3 separate regions of the Sus scrofa genome follow, and regions 1 and 2 are each linked to region 3. Evidence: chromatin contacts called from public Hi-C data. All regions are on one chromosome and are shown on one strand. The core of a region is the stretch at or near the end of the contact, and the rest is flanking DNA. Distances in the headings are between cores, read along the strand shown. Region 1 overlaps LOC106509733 (a long non-coding RNA gene). Region 2 has its middle 290 kb from the start of ANAPC1. Region 3 has its middle 140 kb from the start of ANAPC1.

The links. Hi-C and Micro-C count contacts between places; a contact is called where the count stands out from the background.
Region 1: a contact with region 3 is called in a Hi-C map of retroperitoneal adipose tissue, with 2.4 times the contacts expected there. The contact joins two enhancer-like sites. A contact is called at or near these places in 6 of 47 Hi-C or Micro-C datasets (embryonic fibroblasts, heart right ventricle, mesenchymal stem cells and 3 more) and 1 of 2 datasets of contacts at active chromatin or transcription factors (skeletal muscle).
Region 2: a Hi-C map of skeletal muscle shows a contact between it and region 3, with 4 times the contacts expected there. The contact joins two enhancer-like sites. A contact is called at or near these places in 3 of 47 Hi-C or Micro-C datasets (embryonic fibroblasts, retroperitoneal adipose tissue and skeletal muscle).

Annotation. Positions count from the first base shown.
Region 1 is chr3:44,866,470-44,869,246 of Sscrofa11.1, reverse strand. The region is part of intron 1 of LOC106509733 (a long non-coding RNA gene); the gene reads right to left. The region is part of intron 1 of LOC110259966 (a long non-coding RNA gene); the gene reads right to left. Among named protein-coding and RNA genes, the nearest start is that of BCL2L11, 330 kb to the left of the region's middle. Within about 2 kb of position 1,361, at least 14 of the 83 cell types and tissues checked have an H3K27ac peak or open chromatin away from gene starts, as enhancers often do. A contact at or near this core is called in retroperitoneal adipose tissue and skeletal muscle, where this site is marked.
Region 2 is chr3:44,768,665-44,771,364 of Sscrofa11.1, reverse strand. No RefSeq gene overlaps it. Among named protein-coding and RNA genes, the nearest start is that of ANAPC1, 290 kb to the right of the region's middle. Within about 2 kb of position 1,419, at least 29 of the 83 cell types and tissues checked have an H3K27ac peak or open chromatin away from gene starts, as enhancers often do. A contact at or near this core is called in retroperitoneal adipose tissue and skeletal muscle, where this site is marked.
Region 3 is chr3:44,627,425-44,630,170 of Sscrofa11.1, reverse strand. No RefSeq gene overlaps it. Among named protein-coding and RNA genes, the nearest start is that of ANAPC1, 140 kb to the right of the region's middle. Within about 2 kb of position 1,385, at least 30 of the 83 cell types and tissues checked have an H3K27ac peak or open chromatin away from gene starts, as enhancers often do. A contact at or near this core is called in retroperitoneal adipose tissue and skeletal muscle, where this site is marked.

The sequences.
Region 1 (2,777 bases), core at 112-2,611, 240 kb before region 3:
AGAGGGACAGGCCCAGGACAGACAGCTGTCTGGGGTGGTGTAGGCGGCAGCCATCAGCCCAGGCTTGACCAGAGCAGGGACTGGGGGCTTGGATGAGGCGCAGGTGGCTGGGTATGGAAAGCCCCAGGTGATGGTGGAAGGGCACTCTGTGTGTCTCTGGAGAGGGGTGGCCCTCTCTGTCCCCACTCCCCCCATCGGGGACCCTGGGCACACTCAGGACAGAGCCTGGCCCGCCCCCTGCATAGCAGGTTTCATTCCCTAGCTCTCTCTTTCTGCCATTCTGTACCCTGTGTCCTGTCTGGCACCTCCAGCTCTGGAACACCCAATGAAGTGACAGCATTGTGGGGACAAAAAGCAAAGGGTAGAGGGTCGAAAACGCCAGGCCTAGTTCTACATGCCCACCCACATGGAAGGCATGGAAACCCTACAAATGCGGGGGTAGAACCAAGAAAGCATTACACTGGGATTGACAGCTGTTCCCCAGGAATCCGTGCTTCCAAGCTCTTCCTCATCTACCTTCTGGTTGCCCCAGAGGACAGAGCTCCCAGACCACCATTCACACTTGCCAGGACTTGCTGGAGGCAGGGGCCCCTGGGGAGGTAAGGGCTCCTTTCAGGAGTATCCATTCTTGCCCAGCGTCTCATCACAGATCAGCAGCCTAACTACTGCTGTGACTATTACGGCATCACAGTTCTCTTAGAAAAGGAGAACAAGGAGTTCCCGTCGTGGCGAAGTGGTTAATGAATCTGACTAGGAACCATGAGGTTCTGGGTTCCATCCCTGGCCTTGCTCAGTGGATTAAGGATCCGGCATTGCCGTGAGCTGTGGTGTACGTTGCAGATGCGGCTCGGATCTGGTGTTGCTGTGGCTCTGGCGTTGGCTGGTGGCTGCAGCTCAGATTAGACCCCTAGCCTGGGAACCTCCATATGCCATGTGTGCGGCCCTAGAAAAGACAAAAAGACAAAAAAAAAAAAAAAAAAAAAAAGAAAGAAAAGGAGAACAAGATTCAGATTTTCTTAACAACCTGTTCCAAGGGCCACAGGCCAGGGCTGGAGTGAATAAACTGTCTTAAACAAACGTTGCACATTCCTATGAAACTGTTTGCTTCTCATTCTTTTACACACACACACATACACAGAACGAATATTCAGAGGAAATGAAATTGCCTCGTGCACGCAGGATGAGAAGTAAAGAGGAAAACTATTTTTTCCATAGGAATGGCCTTACTTTCACATCCTTAAATTTCTACAACTTGGTTCAGGGCAAATAAGGGGGAAACTGCTGGAATGTCTGAGCAGGCCCCACGGGTCCTGAAGAACGAGGCCTCCCTGGAGGTGGGGGAGGTAGGCAGCCCAGCTGCTTCATTTCTTTTTTAACACCACCACCTACAGGGACTGCTTTGAATAGGATGGTGTGGTATGGCCCTAAAGCCTTACCAGAAAAACAACATTCAGAACAATTGCACCACATTTTTTTTCAACTTCCTGTTTATTAGTATTTTATCTCAGAGCCGAACAAAAGTCTGTATAAATGGGGGAAAAGAAACAAAAGCCCTCACTCTAACATCTTACAATACACACACACACACATACACACACACACACACAAAATATCTTTTCCAAGGCTATTTCATGTTGAGGTTTTTCATTGGAAGCCACTATAGGCCATCAAATGTCTCTGGTGACAGAGGTTAAGATGAAGTCAATGGAATGGATCATCTCATAAAATGTCTAGGTTATTAAATATTTTTTAAGTGTCCTACTGTACAGCACAGGAAACTATATCCAATCTCTTGGGATAGAACATGATGGAAGAGGATATGATAAAAGGAATGTACACATATATATATATATATATACATATATATATATATATATATATATATATATGAATGACTGGGTCACTTTGCTGTACAGCAGAAACTGACACAACATGGTAAATCTACTATACTTTTTAAAAAAATTTATATTTAAAAAAATGTCTTAAGGGGACTTGTTTTCTATTCATCGGGGTGACAGTATACCTGTCTACACCGGAAGAATTTACACATCACCAGTAAGATTTCACATTGTGCCAGACATACCCATGAATACCATGAAAATACAAATGTCACCCATAACCTCTGGTGTCAAGCTGGGCTGTGGAAGGGAAGACTGAGGGCCTGTGATCAAGGTGAAGGGGGTCCATGGTGGTGTCCAGGCTTCGTGGTGGGAAAAGGCTGAGACACCTCTGTTTCTCCTCAGAGGAAGAGAGACTCGGAGAGGGTCATTCCAGCTAAAACATGAAGTCATCACTGAATTATCAGCAACTTCTGTGAACTCTGTCTTTGTTCCTTATCTGGCCACCCTGCTGCTTTTAAGCTCCTACCCCACCCACCTTGAGCATAAGACTCAGGGCCAGTGAGGTTGAGGGAATGGACAACACGTGGCCAACAGAACTTAAAGCACTGGCCTTGGCACCCATATTTTCTCCTCAAAATAGCCTGGGCATAGTCTGTCTTCATGGACATGTGTTCAGCAAGGGCCTAAGCCCAGTTCCATGGAACAATTGTTCCCTTTCTCATCTTTCATCCTCATCTCCACTCAGCCTCCTATATCTTGGACAGTTCTAGTAGCATTGTCTTCTCTACTTAAGAAGGACTCCTAAAAATGTGGAATCATCAACTCGGGAAATTGCTGAAGTTGTTTTTCTATGACCCAGTAATTGGGAATTTTATATAGGATCTCCATGTCTTTTTCTCTTGGCATACCTGGCCTTGCTTAGGTATTTTTTGATAC
Region 2 (2,700 bases), core at 170-2,669, 140 kb before region 3:
CTATCAAATAATTTTTTTAAAACATGTGAATTTCATAACTCAGGTGATGGTGGTTTAGAAGGAAAGATCCACACCAGACCACAGCAGTTCATGAGGCCACGGAAGACACCGGAGACTCTCCTTCATGGAAGACCCTCAAGATCGAGCTGATCAGACACCTGCCTGTGCTTGGTGGTAGTTTTCTGAAGCCCCAGAGATAAATGAGTGCCTCAGCAGAGTCTCCCATCCCCGACCGCCTTGTGCAGAAAGAGATGGAAGGGCAGTCCACTTTGAGACCCAAAGGGCACTGCAGAGGAAAGCAACCTGAGTGATGAATTTCCACCCGGGCAACCCCCTGAGAGGCACATGAAGGAGTGTGGAGAGCATGTGCATGAGAAAGGGGGGAAAAAAGTGTAGATAAATGAGTATGTGCAGGAAAATGATTGAGCCCAAAAGTTTTATAGGTCATTGCCAAAGACCTGGTGTTTATATTGGGTAGAAAGGCTCACTATACAAAACAACTGAACAAAAGAAAGCATTTTATGATGGCAGAGTGTCACGAATCAGAGGTCACAACTAATTTGGCTTTGTGCATCTGATGTCCAGCTTACAAAATAAAATGATGGGTAGGATACCTTTTTAAAAAATAGAAGTCAAAGAGTTCCCACTGTGGCTCAGTGGGTTAAGAACCCAACACAATGTCTATGAGGATGTGTGTTCAATCCCTGGCCTCGATAAGTGGATTAAGGATCTGGCATTGCTGTAAGCTGCAGAGTAGGTCGCAGATGTGGCTCAGATCTGGTGTTGCTGTGGCTGCAGCGTAGGCCCTAGCCTGGGAACTTCCCTATGTTGCAGGTGAAACTATAAAAAGAATAAAAAAGAGAAAGAAAAGAAAAATCTCGGAGTTCCCGTCGTGGCACAGTGGCTAATGAATCTGACCAGAAGCCATGAGTTTTCAGGTTCGATTCCCGGCCTCGCTCAGTGGGTTAAGGATCTGGCGTTGCCGTGAGCTGTGGTGTAGGTCACAGACGTGGCTTGGATCCCAAGTTGCTGTGGCTGTGGTGTAGGTCAGCAGCTGCAGCTCCGATTGGACCCCTAGCCTGGGAACTTCCATAAGCCATGGGTTCAGCCCTAAAAAGACAAAAAAAAAAAAAACAAAAAAACAAAAAACAGAGAAGAAACATCTCTGGCTAAAATGATAATGAGAGATTTTTACTTACTTTTCGAAGTTCTCTTGGATGAGCGCATAATAGATTCCTAACCAGAGAAAGGAAGAAGGTATTTGGAAAGAAAAGTAAACTCATGGCTGCTCCAGGCACTTGGCCCTCTAATTCTTATCAGTCTCCCAGTTATATCAGTTCTTAGACATCGGGTTTCCTCTTGGGCGATAGGACATTTCCTATGCTGGGACTGGAGCTCCTGAGAATGCGCAGCAGCCCAGCCCCAAAGCCAGGCCTCCCGAAGGTGCCTGGCCATGGCTCGGGCCTCAGAGCCCTGCTGTGGACGCCAGCCTCTAACACATGGTGTGTTTTTCCAAGCCAAGGCGCCTTCTCGGGAGTGGGCTCGTTGCCACTTTGGCTGGGGAGAAGCACTGTCCGGCCCAAGCCATTCAGCTCAGACGCTGGCCTCCAGCCAAGCTCCATCCCGAGAGCCCGGGGGCTGCCAGTCTGCTGGGGTCAGGAAGCTGGGGTCGGCGGGCGGAAGTCTGGAGCACACACACGAGCTCACTCTGAGGCCCTCTCACCCTCCCAGTGTTTACAGTTCCCTCTCCAGACACAATGCTTTCCTAAATAAAATGATGGAAGCCGAAGGAAAAAACAAACTCCCTCGCCTGCCTTACCGCAGACACAGAATTTCAAGACTCAGTCAAAAGTGGGCGGCCCAGCCTGAGAGCAGGCCTGGCTCAGGGGGAGGGACACGAGCCCCCCTCCCCGCCAACGGCAATTCATTGTCACTGCATTTCCCACAAGGTAAAGGTACGTGGTCTCCTGTCAAGCGAGGACTTCCATGTCTGAAGGTTGCAAAATAAAAGTGTGTTTGGAAACCAAATCCAGGGGCAAAAGCCTTGGGGTCCTTACAGACTGTATCTCCACCCAGTTCAAGCCTTTTCTTTCCTTTGTCTGGCCTTGATCTTGTTCTGTCACCTCTCTGAGCCTCTGTTTCCATCTCTCTAAAGTAACAGTAATGATATGAACCCTGGAGAGGTTTGAGTGAGGATTAAACTCGTAGCACAGTAACTGGTATAGAGTATGCTCTCAGTGTTCTGGTTATTATCACGTGCTTGTCCAGTGGTGACTGTCAGGGGAATGAGGCTTTCTCACCCTGGGAGTGGGATTCAAGGGCAGGGGACTGGCCTGAATGACCCCTGCCTTCCTGACTGCCCCAAGTTGAGGGCCTTGGGAGGAACACCAGCCAGCGACCAGCATCTCAGGTGGTGCCTGTCATAGGATAGTGACATGCGCCCTGGAATAGAGTTGCGAAAATCACATCACCCCAAATGCTCTTCATTGAGGACAGAGCGTGTGTCAAATACGTTACCAGAAACTAGAGTAGCAATAGGACCATATTGGACAAGTCACTTATCACATCTGAGGCTCCGTTGCCTCATTTCTAAAGCCAGGACCATAAATGAGACGGAGAACATAAAAATTCATCTTGCACAGGTAAGTGGCTCTCCAGTACACAGAGGCAGAGCCTTCCACACGGCTGCATTCTAAGATT
Region 3 (2,746 bases), core at 136-2,635:
ATAATTCAGCCATCCCACTTGTGAGTACATACCCAAAAGAACTGAAAGGGGGTCTCAAAGACATATTTGTCCACCCTTGTTCATAGCAGCATTACTCACAATACCAAAAGGTGGAAGCAATCCAAGTATCCAACAACAGAGGAATGGATAAACAAAATGTTGGCTATACATACAATGGAATATCATTTACCCTTAAAGGGAAGGAAATTCTGACACCTGCTACAACATGGGTGAACCTTGAGGATGTTATGCTCAGTGAAACAAGCCAGATACACAAAGGAAAACTACTATGTGATTCCACTTATATGAGGTATTTAGAGTAATCAAATTCATAGGGATAGAAAGTGGTGTGATGATTTGCAGGGAAAGGGCAATGAGGAGTTAGCGGGTTTTTTGGGTTTGGTTTTGTCTTTTTAGGGCTGCACCCATGACATATGAAGATTCCCAGGCTAGGGGTCGAATCGGAGCTGTAGCTGCCAACCTATACCACAGCCATAGCAACACAGGATCCAAGCCACGTCTGCGACCTACACCACAGCTCACAGAAACGGAAGTTAGTGTTTAATGGACATAGTGTTTCCATCTTACAAGAGGAAAACTTATGGAGATGGATGGTGGTGATGGCCACACCATATGAATGTATTAAATACCACTGAATATACACCTAAAATGGCTAAGATGTAAATTTTATGTTGTATATTTTGCCACAATTTTTTAACTTGCCACAGATGTTAAAAGCACCCAATCCTTACTGCCCCATCTCTGACTAGATCACACTTTGTTTTGCTGTGATGTGTCTGCTCTTCAGCTCCACATCCATCTGGTGCCAATTTTATTAATGGCAGAGTGAGATCAGATCAACTTTCCTCCAGGGAAAGAACAAACCCAAGAAACAGGCAACTTGCCAGGACAAAAGAATAGGAAAATAAGCCACCATTGGTTCAGAAGGTGCTGGCTCGGCCCTGTAGCCGGGACCTTCTGAAATCTACCATTTGGGGGAAGGGGGAGGGGGTAGGATGGAAGGAGAACCAGGTTACAATCCAAAAAATGTATGATCACTGTCCTTCCGGGTTCTAAATGTTTCTTTCGATGAGTCACAAAGGTTAGCTGAGAGGCTCTTAAATTAAAAACCCACAGGGTTTTCCTTTTATAGACTGTCCTCAGGAGACCTCTCACTGCATGTTCCCTCTGTCCTCAGCCCCAACTGGCAGCTGCTCTAAGCATGCATGTTTACAGAAATACCAGTAGTTATTGCATGTTCCCTTCCATGTGATTAAGCATTGCCATAAAGCCTGGGCTGGATTAGAAATAGATCTTTCCCTTCTGAGAAAGGCTGAGTGGGGCAAAGCCGGCAGCCATGGTGTGTGTCTTGTGCCACCTACTGGCCACTCATGGGATCACATAGAAAACGCCCAAAGGGTGGACAGGGCTTGGCATATTATGGTGGTCTGTCCTAAAGAGAAAGAAGAGAAAACACAGTCTGATCTCACTGCTGCTCATGGCATTTCAGCATTTGGGTTTTGTTTTTGGGGTTTTTTTTTTTTTTTTTTTTTGCTGCCCCCATGGCATGTGGAGGGTGGAGGTTCCCAGGCCAGGAATCAAACCCACACCACAGCAGCAACCTGAGCCACTGCAAAGGCAATGCCAGATCCTTGATCCACTGCACCACCACCAGAAAACTCCCGTCTCACCATATTTAAAAGCATGTCTTACTCCAAAGGAGAGCAGCCTCCTGTCTACTGTGAGGCTGGGTAGCATTGCCTCCTCATCACATGATTGATTTGACAAGAGCAGGGAGCTTAATGTATGGTCAGCCTGCAAGGGCAGCTGGGAGTGAAATCCAGATTTTGAGAGAGAATCAATTACTTGTTTTAGGTCTCCTTATCCTCAGATTTTTCTTGGAGGCCACAGCCTGCCTGCTGCAAAGATTAAAAATAACACCCCCATTAAAAAAATGAAAAAATAATAATACCCACATATCTCTATTTAGCACTTTTGTCTTTCTAAGCTCTCTGGTAGCTGTTTTCCTGTCATATCTCTGTTGCTAACCCTGAAACAGAGGGTTTGGGCTGTTTCCCCCAAAGTCTGAAGCAGAATCGGGACAGAAATTCCATGTGCTGACACCCTTGTCATATACACCCTTGGGACTGAGCCACCTGAAAGAAAGAAGCTGGGATTCAAAGGAAGTTGGAAGCTGGGACTAATAAAAAGTTCTTGTGAATGGTCCCCATCCTGATAATTTCCTTTCTCTTTGACTTTAAAACAAATCTGGGAGCTCAGCATGTTAAGAACCCAACATAGTGTCCAAAAGGATGTAGTTTTGATCCCTGGCCTTGCCTGATGGGTTAAGTATCCGGCATTGCTGCAAGCTGAAGCATAGGTCATAGACGCTACACGGATCTGATGTTGCTGTGGCTGTGGTGCAGGCTGGCAGCTGCAACTCTGATTCAGCCCCTTGCCTGGGAACTTCCATATGCCACAGGTGCGTACCTAAAAAAAAAAAAAAAAAAAGTGTTTCCAGCTGGTGCCTGATGGGGGAAAGGAGGTACTGGGAGGAGGACAAAGGCTTGAGATGGTGGCTTGAATGGAGTGGAGTAAACCCATCCAAGGATGACAGCACCTGGGGATGCCAGAAACCCACAGAGGAAGCACCACAGAAGAGCACAGGTATTTGGAGTCTACACTGAAGCTCAAACAGAAGTCCCCGCAGTTCCTCCCTCAGTGTATCATCTATTCATTCACCAAA